Regions from separate parts of the Zea mays genome. Here region 2 is linked to region 1. Evidence: chromatin contacts called from public Hi-C data. All regions are on one chromosome and are shown on one strand. The core of a region is the stretch at or near the end of the contact, and the rest is flanking DNA. Distances in the headings are between cores, read along the strand shown.

Evidence for each region. Hi-C and Micro-C count contacts between places; a contact is called where the count stands out from the background.
Region 2: a Hi-C map of leaf shows a contact between it and region 1, with 6 times the contacts expected there. The contact joins the promoter of LOC541764 here to the promoter of LOC100279555 in region 1. A contact is called at or near these places in 2 of 25 Hi-C or Micro-C datasets (ear and leaf).

Annotation. Positions count from the first base shown.
Region 1 is chr5:180,298,477-180,302,086 of Zm-B73-REFERENCE-NAM-5.0, reverse strand. LOC100279555 reads right to left here and starts at 2,040. Exons shown (of 3, transcript NM_001351795.1): 1 at 1,697-2,040; 2 at 1,437-1,566; 3 at 1-905. The coding sequence starts at 1,832. The coding sequence ends at 170.
Region 2 is chr5:180,535,493-180,539,102 of Zm-B73-REFERENCE-NAM-5.0, reverse strand. LOC541764 (MADS2) reads right to left here and starts at 1,895. Exons shown (of 8, transcript NM_001111456.2): 1 at 1,701-1,895; 2 at 747-825. The coding sequence starts at 1,882.

The DNA.
Region 1 (3,610 bases), core at 791-3,290:
AATCAGTACGTACATGTTTATTATTGCACATCATAAAGCACAAGCACACGTGGACGACACCCCATTAGCACGTAAATAAACTAACTAGCACCAAAACGCACCTACTAGTAAGCAACACACATGACAAGGTAACATTAGCACAGGTTCGTTATTATTGCACGACAATCACTCAGAACTCGGCCGCCGCCGTCGCCGGCGGCAAGTACGCGGCGGCGGGGTCCGTGACAGCATCGGAAGTCAGCGAGGACGAGGACGACGACATGGAGGAGTTGACCATGTTCAGTATGCTGCTCCAGTAGCCCTTGTCCTCTTCCTCCTGCTGCTGCTCACAGACGCTGGCGTCCGTCGACGAGGCCGCGAACCCCTTCTCCGCGCCGGCGACGGAGCAGCCGAGAAGGACGCCTGCAAGGAAGCCTGGCGCGGCGTCGGCGGCGGCCGCGGCAGTGTCAGCGAAGCGCTGTTGCTGCTCCGCCCCGAACGCCTCTGCGTAAGCGCGTGGCGTCAGGGCGTGGGTGTCGTGCGCCGCACTGGCGAACAGCACGCTCTCGGAGAAGCTCAGAGTCGATGTCGGCGACTCGAGCCCGCTAAACGCGGGGCCCGGCCCGGGCCCTGGCGGCGGCGGCGGCGAGGAAAGGGCACGCAGCCTGGCCTCGCGCGCCAGACGCGCCTCGGCCTCGAGGCGCGCGCTCTCCCACTGCGCCGTGTGGCTGAGGTGCGCGGCGGCCCTGTAGCGCGCTCCAGAGTTGTTGCCGGCGCCAGAGGAGCCTCCCACGACGTCGGCGCGGGCCTTGTGCGTGACGGGGTCGATGCCCATCTTGGCGAGCCGCTTCTTGAGGTGCGTGTTCCAGTAGTTCTTGATCTCGTTGTCCGTGCGCTTGGGCAGGTGCGTCGCGATCGACGACCACCTGCGGGTTGCGCGAGGGCATGTCATTGTCAGTCATTTTTTTTTCACCTCTGATGAAGCAAGCAATGTTACTAGTAACTCGAACAGTAAAGAAGGTTTGGCGTAATGGTTAGAGGCGTGTAGGGGGGGTGCATTGAAGGAGCTCGTGGTGGAGTAGGACGGACAGCAATGATGGGGGCGTGGCGAGGTCAACATGGCATGGCCAGGGCGACAAGCGGGCGGTGACGATGGTCCAACGCCCTGACATGGATGGCGAGGCACAGCGAGGCAAGCGGGCTCGCGCCAACATTAATGACAAACGTGACAAGACCAATAAACTGGCCCCGTGCGATGCGAGTACTCTACTCTTTTTGCCACACCTCAGTTTCACCCATGCACGTTGTTACAGACAAGATGTATAGTACTCCTTTTGCCACGCCGGCCTCAGTTTCACTCACGACATTCCTGCCGACGCGAGCACGAGGCACACGCGAGCTGTGCTGTGTCATGCATGGCAAAGCGAAACAAGTGCATGATGATGAAGAATGATCACCTGTTGCCGAGGAGAGCGTGGAGCTGGATGATGGTCTGCTCCTCCTGCAGCGTGAACTTGCCCCGCTTGATGTCCGGCCGCAGGTAGTTGGTCCACCGGAGCCGGCAGCTCTTGCCGCACCGCCGCAGACCTGCAGAGAGACGCACACGCATAGATGAGCATTATATTCTGCTGGATGGCAAATATAATAAAACGAATGGAATGCGAAGAAAACGTGAGGTCGATGGATATATCGTCGAGCTCCGTCGTCGGATCCTCACCGGCCTTGGCCGGCAGCGAGCGCCAGCAGCCGTGTCCGTGCTGCTCGATGAAGGCCAGCAGTTTCTGGTCCTCCTCGGACGTCCACGGCCCCTTCTTCAGCCCGGCCTCCTTCTCGCAGCACGGCGACCGCCCCATCGCAGCGCCGCGCGCGGCGACCACAGGAGCGAGAAGGACGGCAGGGACACGCAGCTCGCCCAGAGGTAGACGATAGCTCCTCTCCAGTCAGTCGATCTAGCTAGTGACAAGGGAATGAAGTGACCTGGTCGGTGTCGCTAGCTAGCGGCATAAATAGAGCGGGGGCCGGGGCGTGCCGCGTGCGCGGTGCCCTAGCTACTAGCTGGGGCCTGGGCGACTTCCCGTACGTGCGTGCAGCCGAGACCGAGAGTACCCCAGTAGTAGTACTGACTGAGTGACTGACCAGTGCGGCAGTGCGCCAGCGCCGGCCGGGTTGGCGAGAATCTTCCTGGCTTTCCGTGCGGCCACGGCCAAGGGTGGCCCAGACGTCAGGCGGCGCACCCCGCTTTTCCCGTCCCCCCCTCGTCATGCGCGCTGCACGTGCGCCACCGTTGGGCCGCCGGGCGGCCGACCGAGGCCCGGGTGCCAGCAAACGAACCAAAGGTACGTGGTGGTACGTCTCCGGCAGATAGATGGCGACAGCGGTTGGTGCGCGGCTGGCCGGCCGGCTTGGTTCGCCGCGGGCTACGGGAGAGCGCGGCGGCTACCCAGCAGGGTCGCCGTCGTCGTACTCGTACAGATGGATAGTGACGGCGCGCCGGCCGAGCTGCGTGTTCATGCATGCGCTTAAACTCCCATGGCTCTCGCCCGTGCCGCATTCTCCGGTCGTCGTCTCCTGGCCGCGTCGGGCGCCGTGCTGCTGCTGCTGCCTAGCTTAGTAGCAGGTTTTTTAAATTTTCCTGGCGGTACGAATCCGGATGTTTGACTGCATCTGGCGCGAGCTCATCTTGAGTGGCTGCCGGAGCATCCACAGCTGAGAATTGAGATGCATGTTGGTCTGGGGCAGTTTACTGTGCCTGGCAGTGGCAGTGGCAGGCGGCAGCGTCCTGCTCCTGCTCCGCTCTTCATCTGGCCCTACACTGTTCCGGGCGCGCGGGAGTTATGGTGAAGCCGATTGCCGCTTGCAGGTGAAAAGGACGCGCGCCGTGTCGCTGCGCAATTGATCTGACCCTCTCGGCATTTTCAGCAACTCGTTCCGCTCTGCTCCTCGGTTTCTGATGAAGAGATGAGGGGAAGGATGCCTTTCCCTGCTCTCTGAATCCTGAAAGCACAACTGTCTGAGCAGCGTTCTTTTCCTCTGTTGTTATATATGGAAAAAACAAAGAAAGGCAAAAAGAAGAAAAAAAACTCTGAGGTCAGAACTTTGCAGATGGAGTAGGACTGTAGGAGGCCTCTGTGAAAACTATGCCCAGTTACAATACAACGCATACAGTGGAGCCATGGTAGGAACAGTGGATCAGTTAGGCCATTAATTGTGCGGTTTCCATGGCAAATTGCCACAGGACCACCACCCTGTCCCTGTGGAGTGTAAACAGATCTGTCCGGAAGCCCATGTGCATTCCTACTCCTACCCAAGGAATTACCGACCGGTCTCAGTTTCGTTTCTGGGTTTTCGACGGTCGTCAGCGTGGAAGACATGCACATACCCAAAAAGAATTGCCATCTCTAGTCTAGTCTATCCCCTCAGAATTCTACTCAGCGGACATCTAAACCTTTGCTTGTACATATGAAAGCAGAAATAACGAAGATTAGTAGTAGAAGTTCTGTTCCGAAATCCCATGCATGCATGCGTAACAGACTAGCTGTCAGCGTGATCATAAACCCATGAGCGACCTAGCCGCCGATGGCGACGCGACGGTCAGCGTCACGCCGCCTGAGCCCAGGGGACGTGACCTGCC
Region 2 (3,610 bases), core at 646-3,145, 240 kb before region 1:
TAACAAAGTTGAACTGTAAAGGGTAAAACAGACAATCGCCACATACCACCAACTTTCAGAAGACAAAAATCAGTTTATTTGCCAAACAGTTTTAAAAATGATTCTGATTCTCTAGGAGAATCAGGAGGATCAGCTCCTCACGAGGATCAGGATCTAGAGCTAAAGAAGCAGGAGCTGGAGCTTTGCCAAACGGGCCCGAAATACTAAATTGCATCTATATGTGCCACTTTTGAGAGCATAAGATAACACCAAATAGAAGAGTTGAAGCAAGAAGTGAGATAACTCACACCATCGTTGAGGATGGGCGTCCGATCCCATGCATGGTTAATTATTAATCTTTATTTCATTAGTTTGTACTTTGTAATAATATCTAGCGCTGTTTAGGGATTACATATCCACGCAGCATATATAATATAATATAATATAATATAATATAATATAATATGAAAGCGTGATTGGTCGAACCGTTTTTATAATGGGCCAACTAAACAAGCAACCCGATGATATCCTCAAGTACTGAAATTATTTTTTGTTAACTAGAAAAGATCAAGCAGCTGGATAAGATAAAAAAGGTAGAACGCTTGTTGATGTGACCATATATAGTTGTGTAATTTCTTCCCATCCTTAAAACCAATAAACTTAAAGGATATATATATATATCAAAATGAAAGCAAAAAAATAGCAATCTTTTAGTTAAACAAGCAAACACTTCAGAATATAGAGAGGAAAAATTATCTAGAGCAAACCTTAAGCTCCGAGTTGGGATTTGCGACGACTTGCTGCTCTTCCTTGGCCTTGCCGTACCGATCTATAACTGATTTCATGCTGCACACAGCACAAACGTCAGTTTATCCAAAAAAAAACTATTACTATGCTATTCGTTGTAAAATATTTAAGTTTATAGCTATCTAAAAAAGCTAAAATCTTAATTACAGAATTAGATCTAGTCTCTCTCTCTCGATCTCGATCTCGATCTCAATCTCTAGGGGAAAAACTCTTCTGATGGCACTAACTACCAGCCCCTGTTGATAAAACCCCATACATATATACATATATCTTACATTACAAAAGCATATGCGTTTCCTACTGCAATGACATGCTGTGTCGAGTTGATCACATGAAACAATATGACAAAGCTAATTAAATTTAGTTTTGCATATGTTCCCTACTATATGCCACTCAATATATGGCACACAATGCAAGGGATGAGTATAAATTCCGATGATACATAGGGAATTTTTTGGAGAGGAATAATAGTTCAAATAGACCAAACAACAAGGAAGAAGAGGGGCAAAAACACAAATACTAACCGTACCAAAGATTGTATTTTATTGTTAGACCGCACACACAGACCTTGCTTTGCCCCGTCAAAGAAACCAGGAGTGTTGCTAGCTGTGCGCTATGTACAGTCAATATTCGACAATCGACAGGTAAATTAAAATCTTTTGTCTACCTTAGGACTTGTGTATACATGGTGTATAGGTCCATAATCACTCGCCAGTCCATGTATATGAGACAGGAGGTAGTGTGTAGTTTCAAATCATAAATTGCAATCGATAACCCAAACTAATTAAAGCAAGAAGCCAAGAACAACTCTATTATTATATATAGTATATCGCTTCAACAGGAGCAAGAAAACAGTTGTCATTATTGAAGTATTAAATTAAAGAAGGGACGGATAATAATCGAAGGGCGACGACCTGGTGCTAGAGTACTCGTAGAGGCGGCCGGTGCTGGAGAAGATGACGAGGCCGACCTCCGCATCGCAGAGGATGGCGAGCTCCTTGGCCTTCTTGAAGATCCCGTTCCGGCGCTTGGAGAAGGTCACCTGCCGGCTCGTGGAGTTATCGATCCTGCGGATCACGATCTTTCCCCTCCCCATCGATCTCCGGCCTATAGCTAGCTAGCTCTCTTCTTGACCCTGGCTCGCGCTTGCACGCTATGGAGCGAGAGGTTGTGGTTGTGGCCCTCCGATCGGAAGCAAGGACCGACGACGACGATGGCGGGATCTATCTTTCTCCGCGCGCGCCGCCGAACGTGCCAAAGAAGGTAAGGAGGAGGAGATCTGGTGGGAGCTCTCGAAGAAGAAAGCTCAAAGGCAGCAGGTTTCCCAAGGGAGGAGGAAGAGGAAGAGGAGGAGGAGGGAGAGAGAGGAAGAAGCTAGCCGAGAGGGGAATGATGCTTCTATGTGTGCGTTTGTGGGAAGAACGATGGCTTTTCTTGGCGCAGGGCGGATGCAACTTGCGAGCAGACTTTCCCCTATCTGCTACTTGCTTTATTTAGCAAGGAAAGGGAGGGCAGGAGGCCAGACGCGCGCGCGCGCACGGCGACACCCGATTGGCTACCCCATGCATCTCAGGGCTTTGTTTATTGGCCGCTGCTCATTACCCCTAAATGGCCGTGCTAATGATAGCCCAGAAGAGAAAGAAAATAAAAATCGTCGCAGCTAGTATATAGTAGCCACGAAACTAAAGGCGAGCACTCTGAGCACGAGGGCGCTCTTTTCTATTGTGTGTGCTTGTCTCCGTCAGGGCGTAGCTGCTGCTAGTACACCTAATTATGACTAAAGAAGTAGTACCAGTAAATAAATAAACTACACCTAATTTTATGTCTTGTATAGTAGTATTGTTTTCACTATATAAGAATAAGAACACACAAGAGAGACAAACGGTGGCCACATGCATGCTGTAGTGCTGCGCGCACAGAAGATCTCAAACGATTAGTTTGGTCTAGCGTGCTTAGCAAAGTCTATTGAAAGTACAGCTAAACAATTGCGGGCGACGGCGAAGATAATATTGTGTTGCTGTGTGGCCTAGAGATGGGAGAGAGGTGCTCCTCGTGGTGTCCCCGGCCCGCCGCCTGCCGGACGGTTAGCCGACGCGTGGAGGCTCCGACTCGATCGCAATGGTATGCATATCGTGCATGTCTGCTGGCCGGTTTTGCATGCATGTATGTATGCAGTAGTTATGTCATGCATGTTGCCACTGCTGGAAACGAGCGCTTTGCCGAGTGTCCGAAGCACTCGGCAAAGCCATAAAAACATTCGGCAAAGGTTTTGCCGAGTGTCGCACTCGACAAAGAAGGCTCGGCAAACAGTGCATCGGTAAATCTTTCTTTGCCGAGTACTTTTTCTCGGGCACTCGGCAAAGAGGTTTGCCAAGTGCCAGTGAGCACTCGGCAAAGAAAAGTGACCGTTACGGGAACGGGGTGACGGAGATGGCTTCTTTGCCGAGTGTCAAGGATGACACTCGGCAAAGGAGTTAACTTTGCCGAGTGTCTGCCCAGTAGCACTCGGCAAAGATTCAATCTTTGCCGAGTGCCCCTGGGACACTCGACAAATAGCCCGCCAGGGAGGGTCCCCATGTCAGGTTCTTTGCCGACGGGTCGCGGACGAGACGGCGGGGGCACGGCGAGGGCACGACGAGGGCACACACGGTGGGGACGCGACGGGGGCACGGCGAGGGCAAGCACGGCGGGGACACGGCGGGGGCACGACGTACGGCGTACGGCGCGGTCGCGGCTGCGGCCGCGCGGCGAGGGCCTGGGTGCGGGCGAGCGTGAGCGCGCGCGGCGTGGGCGCGGCGGGGTCGCGGCAGCGTGTCTACGGCGG